Linked DNA regions of Oryctolagus cuniculus: region 2 is linked to region 1. The links are chromatin contacts, called in public Hi-C maps. All regions are on one chromosome and are shown on one strand. Each heading gives the region's core, a stretch centred on a gene start, on an enhancer-like site or on the middle of the called end of the contact. The rest is flanking DNA. Distances are from core to core; before and after follow the strand shown. Region 1 holds the start of APBA1 (amyloid beta precursor protein binding family A member 1). Region 2 overlaps APBA1 (amyloid beta precursor protein binding family A member 1).

What was found. Hi-C and Micro-C count contacts between places; a contact is called where the count stands out from the background.
Region 2: a contact with region 1 is called in a Hi-C map of psoas muscle, with 4 times the contacts expected there. The contact joins the enhancer-like site here to the promoter of APBA1 in region 1. A contact is called at or near these places in 3 of 6 Hi-C or Micro-C datasets (ear pinna, psoas muscle and an unstated tissue).

The regions. Positions count from the first base shown.
Region 1 is chr1:160,800,478-160,804,631 of mOryCun1.1, reverse strand. APBA1 (amyloid beta precursor protein binding family A member 1) reads right to left here and starts at 2,489. Exons shown (of 12, transcript XM_051846441.2): 1 at 2,243-2,489.
Region 2 is chr1:160,910,135-160,914,288 of mOryCun1.1, reverse strand. All of the region lies in intron 1 of APBA1 (amyloid beta precursor protein binding family A member 1), which reads right to left. Among named protein-coding and RNA genes, the nearest start is that of APBA1, 110 kb to the right of the region's middle. Within about 2 kb of position 2,363, at least 1 of the 8 cell types and tissues checked has an H3K27ac peak or open chromatin away from gene starts, as enhancers often do.

The DNA of each region.
Region 1 (4,154 bases), core at 1,240-3,739:
CCTTGGGTAATTCTTAATATTCGTAAACTTTCTCGTAAGACATTTACATCCTGGTTTTACTTGCAAATATAAAGATGATGGCTTTTTTTCCCCCAAAATCAAAACCTCTTAGAATGCCTTTTTGATTCCATTAGCACTTTTGTTAGAAAGATTTGGCAGAACTAATAAGAGAAAAAAGAACTAGGATTCAAAATTCATCTTTATAAATCTACCCTTAAATCTTGGATAAGATCCAACAACCTCACATTAAAATTTTAGAAGCTTGAGTTGAAGGACATGGGAAAATTTACTTTACATTGACAGCTTCAAGAGCTCCTGGTCTATACATCATCATTAATTAAGAGAAGACAAATGGGGAGGGACAAAAGCATCCACGGATCGCCTTCATTTTGCTCTTTCCAAGGTAACAACCATATCGTGTAATCTTTGCCAAGAAAGCAAAGCAAAATTTTAGAAAGAGAAAAAAGAAAAGAAACATTTGGTGTCAACACGTTATGTATTTAGTTCTACAGCCATGACTGCTATAGGCTTTTCAAAGAGGACTGGGGCTGCCAGTTTGGGTTCTGACAGCAATGCAGCAGAATTTAAGGTGCTGTGACTAAAATATGTCCTAGGCAGGTTAATCTAGTCATGCAACATTTCAACAACGAAGAATCAAGGTATTCAGTGTAAAGGTGCATTCACTCCTATGAACATTGCAGGAGAAATACGGCCACCGGAGAGCCAAACTGCAGCAGACCCACACATGGATATGCCATCTCCCTTCCTCTCTCTCCCTCTCTCCATTCAGCCCTACACAACCCTATCTTTATCACCCAGCTACAGTCTCTGCAGGCGTCTCTGCATCCTGGTTCCCGCTGGATGAGTTATTCCCAGCCTGACATTGACCAAATGCCATGGGGGTGGGGGGACCCTATCCAGTAGCAAAGCAGGGACTTCACCAACCAGGGAACTCATCACCGTGGGTCTTGGGATATTTCGGTACCCAAGGGACACACAGGGCACCACCTAGCCATTGTAAGAGCCTGGAGAGTGGCTGTCTCCAGCAGAAGAAATAAAGTGTCCCATTTCCTCCAGTAAACGCCCTGGTTGGGTGATGCTGGCCAAAAGGGCACCAAACACTTCTCAGCAGGATCTTGCTCTTCTTTTTAAAGACTCTTCTCCCATCTCTCTCCCTGTGCACACCTCCAGAGTTCCTTCTAAGGGAGCCAACACAAAGGCCGCTCATCCTTCAGCCACAAGCTTTTCAGGGCTTGGCCACGCGAGGGAGAAGATCTGGTTGATTGGCAAAGTTGCGGCGAAGGGGAGAGCAACCATTAAAGACCGCCCCCTCCCCCCTTTCAGGTCAGACAGGAGATAAACGACAGAAACGGCGGAGACAGTCCAAGACCCTTGCAGTCGAGGGGCTGAGGAGAACAGTGTCACAGGCGGGCAGCTCGCTTCCAACCTGGGCACACCAGCAAGCCCTGAACGTGCAACCACGATCACCATTCTCCCGGGCGTGCGCCCCAACGCGACATGCCAACTTCCACATCCCCAAGTCATGGGGCCAGAGAAAGGGGAAGTGAGAACCCCTGCCCGCGGCCATCCGCACGCAGGACTCAGAGTTGCAGGGTCGAAACAGCAAACACTGCCCCCACAGTCTGGGCCGGTGGCCCCAAGTCCTGGCACTAGCAGACCTGTGGGTTTAGGGTGCAGCTCCGGGAGCGAGAAGACAACCACACGCTTCCACGGGATTGTACAAACCTGCGCCTACCCCTCTGCCTCCCTCCGCACTTCACATCCCAAGTGCATCCTGCCGGCCCCACTGCTTCCATAGGCACGCTCCTGCTCCCGGAGAGTCGCAGGAGAGGAGGGATCCTAGCGGGGATTCCTGGAAATGTCATCCCCCAACCCCTTGGGTCCGCCACCCCCATCCCCTCTGCTGAACCTTTCACTCACATTCACACACACACACACACACTCCTGTCGCGACTGTCACCAGGCCCGCGCGCTGACCCCGAAGCCCCGGGGTCTCGGCGCGCGCCGGACACCCGGCGTCTCCCCACTACGCCCCCTTCCCCCGCCTCGCTGGAGCTCGCCGGCTCCAGGCACTGCCCCCTGGACGTCGCCCGCCGTCCCCTCTCAACGGCACTATTGTTCCATGCAGCTCCTCCTGCCCCTTCGGCGGGCACCGGGGCTAGGTCTGGGCGGCATCCGCGCCGGGCACCCCCACTCCGCCACCCCTCCCCGGCCGTGGTACCTTGCCTGACAGCTGGGTCCGCGGGCCCGCGGGAGCAGGCGGCGCTAATGACAGCGTCGGTGCCAAGCCTGGGAATAAAGCTCCGCTCCAGCCGCTCCTACCTCGAGCGCCACCATCTTCTCCCGCTGCCGCGCCGCCGTCGCCGCGACCACAGCCGCCCTCGCCCAGCTCCGGCTCGGGCTCCGCAGCTGCCGCTCGGGCCCCTCCGGTCCCGCGGCCCCACCCCCTGCTCCCCTCCCGCCCGCCCGCCCGCCAGCTCGTTCGCTCGCTCTCTCGCTCGCCCCTCGTGACGCGCAGCGGGGCCGGGCCGCTCCGGCCTGTTGAGGGAGCGCGCCCGCGCGCGCGCTCGCCGCGTGCTAGTAGCGCCCCTGCCTCCCACGCCCACCCGCGTGCGCGCGCCGCGCGAGCCCGAGGCGGGCGGCTGGCTGCTGCACCCCGGCCACAGCCGCGCGGGTGAGCATGCCGGGTGTCCGCGCCCTCTTGCTGCCCGTCGCGCCCAAGGCGCTCTCGGGCGAGCCCCGCCAGCCCTCACTCGGGCTCCAGGCCGAGGGCAGGGAGGGAGACGTGCGGCTGCGTCCCTGAGGGGCCTGCCAGGGACTTCCACGCCCCTCCGCGGCAGCCTCAGGGGGTCCCCGGTTTGCTGACCAGCGGCTGTGGCCAACCTCTGCGCGTAGGAAGTGGCCAGGCCGCGTGTGCTCGCTCACTCGCTCGCTCGTTACTCCAAGCTTCCCGCTCCCCCGGCCCCCGAAACGCGGGTGCGGCTGTCTCCGGACGCGCTGCGCCCTGGCGCTGCCGCCGCAAGAGGGCGACGCGCGTTGGCTGGCGCCTGAGCCACGCCGGCCGGCTGGCGGCCCCGGAGGCGAACTGCCCGGTCCGACCAAGGAGAGCAGAAAGCCAGCCTCTGGGTTAAGGATGCCGGGAGACGTCCGGTTTTCCCGCTCGCGTGTCAGTTCTGGGTGCTCGGAACTTGCAGTGTCTCTGAGCCTGACAGAGGCCACCCGCCCCAGCTCGGGAAGGAGGGGACTGTTTTCAGGGGACCGGGTGGCAGGTGCTGTGCGTTAATGAGAAGCTATGGGCTGATGGACAGGCAGGTCCCGGGGGGTGGGGTGCGGTGGGGGTGGGCTTGCACTCTGGCGCCAGCCTCCCCTGTAATTGGCTTTGTCGGGGTCCAGTTGTGCCCCCTCTCCAGGACACACATTTCCCAGTGATGATGAAGCCCCATGATCCACACAGCCCTCTTCATACACAAGCTCGGATTCTCGTCTAGTATGACGATGAACCTTGGTTATCCAGACACGGTGGAAAACGGAGCTTTTACCACACCGTGTTTCCATATTATTTAAGCACCATTCCTGCAGAGATATCAGCGGGGCAGGGCACACAGCATGAAGCCTTCTGGAAATCCTTTCAATTTAAAATTCGTATCAATTTGCTTTGTACCTCACAGCGAACCTCTGCCGGGGATGGGGAGTGGCCTTAATAAACAAGAGCTCTTCCCTCCCCCACAGAAGGCCTTTTAGTAAAATGTAAATATTTTAAGCCAGGAAGATGTATCACGCTAGTCCTGTGACATTGTTCGATTTTTTTCCCTCACTATTGATTTGGCGTATGCTCTTACAGGAGCCGGCCGTGGTCTTTGTTCCACTGCCTCTCGCTGGGGTAGATGATATTAAACACTCAGAACTCATTACGAGGAACCGTGATAAGTTATCAACCGCAAAGGCGCTGAAGGTGCACGGGGGCAACCTGATCGGACTCCAGGACTAGGTCAAGGCTTTCTAAGGAAATGTCATTCCAGGTTGCCCAGGAGAGGCAGCAGTGAGACGCTCCAGGGACAGGACAGCAAACGTGAAAAGGCCCCAGCAGCTGGGGCTGGAGGGCCACAAGGCGGAGAGACAGTAGCAGCCAGAAC
Region 2 (4,154 bases), core at 1,114-3,613, 110 kb before region 1:
CTGGAACTGGGCATTTGCATATGTGGCTCTTTCCGGCTTTCCAATATGCCATCCTTAAGGCTTGATGGATTTTCTTTCCTTTTCTTAAAAAGTATTTATTTATGAGAGAGAGAGAGAGAGAGAGAGAGAGAGAGAGAGTTCCCAGCCACTGGTACACTCCCCAAATGTCTGCAATGGCCAGGACTGGGCTGGGTGGAAGCCAGGAACTAGGACACTCAGTCCAGGTCTTCCACCTGGGTGATAAGGATCCAGTGACTTGAGCCGTCACTGCTGCTTCCAAGGGTCTGCACCAGCAGGAACAGGGAGCCAGAGTCAGGTATGGAAGCCGGGAACTCTGGTAAGGGGTGTGGACAACTTAATGGCTAGGCTGCACGCCTGTCCCAACTCAACTCCCAAGTTCAAGGGGGCAGTCTGCTCCCGGGCACAGGCGAGCAAGGCTGTGTCAGCAGAGCCCATTTCTGTGAGCGCTTTCTCTGGGGTCCTCGTGCAGGATTTCCATGGCCACTCCTCCACCAGAAATGTGCCCCAGAGACCCCCATGAGCTGCAGAGACTTTCTGCGGCTGTTGTCTTATGGCTGGACATCTCGCTACCTCCCTGCCCCGCTCCCCAAAGTTCTGTGAGATATTAGGGAAGAACGGCGACTCCAGTCACTGGAAACGCGGATTACCAAAAGGTTAATCCATCGCATTCATTTTCAGCCTCTAGGATCGTTTCAGCTGGGCATACTGGCAATATTCTAAAAGAAGCAAAGCTCCACAGCCTTGGCCAGGTCATGACTGCAAGGCTAGGATGAGATCCGAGCTTTCACCATCTCTGGCTGAGAGCTTTACCCAGAGGACATCCCATGTCCAATTTTTAGCACAGTCCACACGTGCAGCTCCCGCAAACCAAGCACTGGGTAGTGCTGGGCCCGGCAGAAGAACGGCCCCCAAAGCTGTCTCGGCCCTCGTCCCTGGAACTGGTGCAGAATCAGGAAGGGATTTGGGAGACATGATTAAAGAGACGGAACTTGAGAGAGGGCGATTACCCTGCATTATTGGGGTGCGTCCAACCCAGCCCTGAGTCCTTCCTTGAGATTGCAGGATCTTTTCCAGCTGTGTCAGAGAGAGGAGCCTGGAAGCAGGAGGAGGGCTGGCCCCCTGGCCCCGCCATCGCTGACTTTGAAGATGGTCCAAGGAGGCCTAAGTCGAGCAACCCACACAACTGGGACGGGCCCTGGCTGACCGCCCCCAAGGAAACGGGGAACTCTTGCAACCTCAAGAAGCGAATCCTGCCCAAAACCCTCTTAAGCAGGGACATGGCTCCTCCCCTAGAGCCTCCAGAAAGAGGGGACCTCGGCCCACAGCGGATTTCAGCTCCTGGGGACCTGCACCAGCACCTGCTCTGCAGAGGTGCGGTATGGGACATGACGGTTGTTCGAAGTTCCGGCATTCACCGGAACTTGTTACAGCAGCAACGGGGGGTGCAAGCTCTTCTGAAAGGCTTGTCCTATTTCTCAGCGGGCTGATACGTGGAACGTCTGCTTGCCTGCCTGGGAATACCTTCTGACCAATTAATGGGATGCAGGCTCCCAGAGAGTACAAGGCAGTAGGGCTGTCGGGACAGCCGTGTACCCAGATATTAGGAGACACCTCTTCGTAATAACAAGGCCAGTATTTCTCACGCCCTTGCATGTACACAGCCAGCCTCTGGATCGCACAGGTGGAGCAGGGCCAGGTGGGTAAATGACATAATGTGGGATAAAATTCAAACCGTCTATGGAAAACGGGCCTTATAAGAAAACTATGAACGGACTTCAAAAAAGATTTTTTCACCAAAATAAGCATTTTTAAATCCCATTTCCCACGAACTTTTAAAATAAGTACCTTCATATGACCATCCCTGTGGTGGGGACGGTGGCCTGAGCTGGACGGTGCCTGCCACACCCAAAGCTCTTCCAACGTGGCACCTGCCAGTCAAATCCCGCAGAAGGGCCCCAGCGCGCCCCCGATCACCGTCGGTTCCTGCTGCAGCCACCAGAGGGCGCACAGAGCAACGGGACGGTAACGTGGGGAGACGGGCCGTGGGGGGGAACACGCGCCCCCGGAGCCTGCGCGGCACACATGTCACGCGGCTCCAGGCCTCGCTGCGGGTCCTGCGGGCTCCCTCGCGGCGGTCTGTCTTTACCACGTGGAGGGTGTGAGTGGAAGGAGGCTGTTCCGGGCGCTGAGAGCCGTGTTTGGCCCACGACCTGGAGGGCTGCATAGCCCGCGGCGGCCTCCACTGCACCTTTGGTCTCCCTCTCGTCCAGGGCTGTCTTGAAACACACGGACATCTCACTTGCTGCTGCCTTGCCCCCACGAGTCATCAGCCGCACACCCTGTAAGAACTCACGGGGCGGTCCGCACGCGCCCTGATTCCGCAGTTCTGCCTTTTCTCACACCACGCGGGGTCTGCGCAGGCGCCCTCTCGTGGTCAAAGCGCGTAACCGCAGAGACGAGGACCTTGATACAAACCGTTCCATTTGCCCAACTCCACCCGTGGCGTCTGCAGCGGTGGGGGTTTGTAGTTTTGGCAACAGAAGTTTCTGGAGGGGTGAGTAGCAGCACGGGAAGGGGGCTTACGCGAGGATTCGGCAGGCCAGCTTTTCTTTTTCTTTTTTAAACCGACTTCTCATGATTGTTGCAAAAAGTGGAGCTAAGTTTTCCCATCATTGGGTTTAAAATGGGAAGATGCAGGCCTGAGTGTTGTGGTGCTGCGGGTTGAGTGGCTGCTTCCCAGGTCTGACCGACAGTTCGAGTCCCGGCTGCCTCGCTTCCCACCCAGCTCCCTGCTAATGCGCCTGGGGTTGGGCAGGGCTTGGGCCCCTGCACCCACGGGGGAATCTGAGAAGAAGCTCTTGGCTCCTGGCTTTGGACCAGCTCAGCTTCGGCTGTTGCGGCCATTTGGGGAGTGAACCAGCGGATGGAAGACATCTCTGTCTTCATTACACATCCATTTGTTGGTGGGTGATAAGAAAAATGTTGAGAGAGGTTTCTGGCGACGAGGGCACAGCTGTGCTGCTGCACACTGACACAGCAGGATGTGCTGGGGGCCGTGCAGGGCGCCATCAATATTTCACAATGGAATAATTGGCTTCCTTTGAAAATGTAGCTTATAGGATTTCAGAATCTCTCTTTTATCACCTCCTTTATTTTTTCTGCAAGTGTTAGCCTATTTTGCTGCAAAAAGAGTAACCTTCTCTGTTGCTGGGATGAAAACCCTAATTACTCAGCATTTGAAGTGTGCAGGCTGCTCATGTTTCCACGGCGCCTTGATTAGTGTAATGGCAAATCAGAAACTGTCCAGGTTCCCCTTTAATCTTTGCGGTACACACGGGTGCAGGCTTTCTCTTTCTCAACTTCCCTTAAGTGTGGAAACTCGTCCAGCCTGCTCCACAGAAGGCACAGGGTCTGTGGTCGGAGCAGAGCGGTGCGGAAGACAGGGCAGGCGGCCAGGTGACAGGGCCTGAGGGGCCCAGATGGAATTGCTCAGAGTGGAAAGAAGGACCACACAGCCCAGTGGGCGTGGCAAGATGGGGAGGGGGCTCCTTCCAGAGAGTCGGGGCTCCCGGCCAGAAAGACCCAGAAAAGGACACTGGAGGCAATGGAGGGGGCTGTTGGCATGCTTTTAGACCATCATGAAGGACTTTTGGGGAGCAGGTGGGTGGGATGCCAGCGGCGGTGCCAGCTTCCGGATGGCCTGCATAACCTGCAGCCGACTGAACTTAGCTGAGCGCAGATAGGCCCCCACCTGGTTGGTTGCATTGTGCTTTTCTCCTCAAGACATAGGAACTGCGTACCGCAGAGCCAATGGAGAGTAAGCAGCTAATGGCTCATTCTTTATGCATAAAATGAAGATGTCCTGCCTGAAAATCAATTTACATTGAGCCCAAACACAAGCTCACACTCTAAGTAATTTATCCTCCCGTTCCTCCCATGGAGTTTAACAAACCCAAGCTGGGAAGATGGATTTACAGCACGACTTGTTCTTTCCTCCAAACTGAAATATCAATGCATCCAAGGAGGATTTAAAATCGATGTCATCCACATTCAAAACAGGGATGCCTTCTAGCATTTCAGGGCTAGATAGGACTCACCGTAAAGTGAATTCTGCTTGTACTCCTTATTCTGTT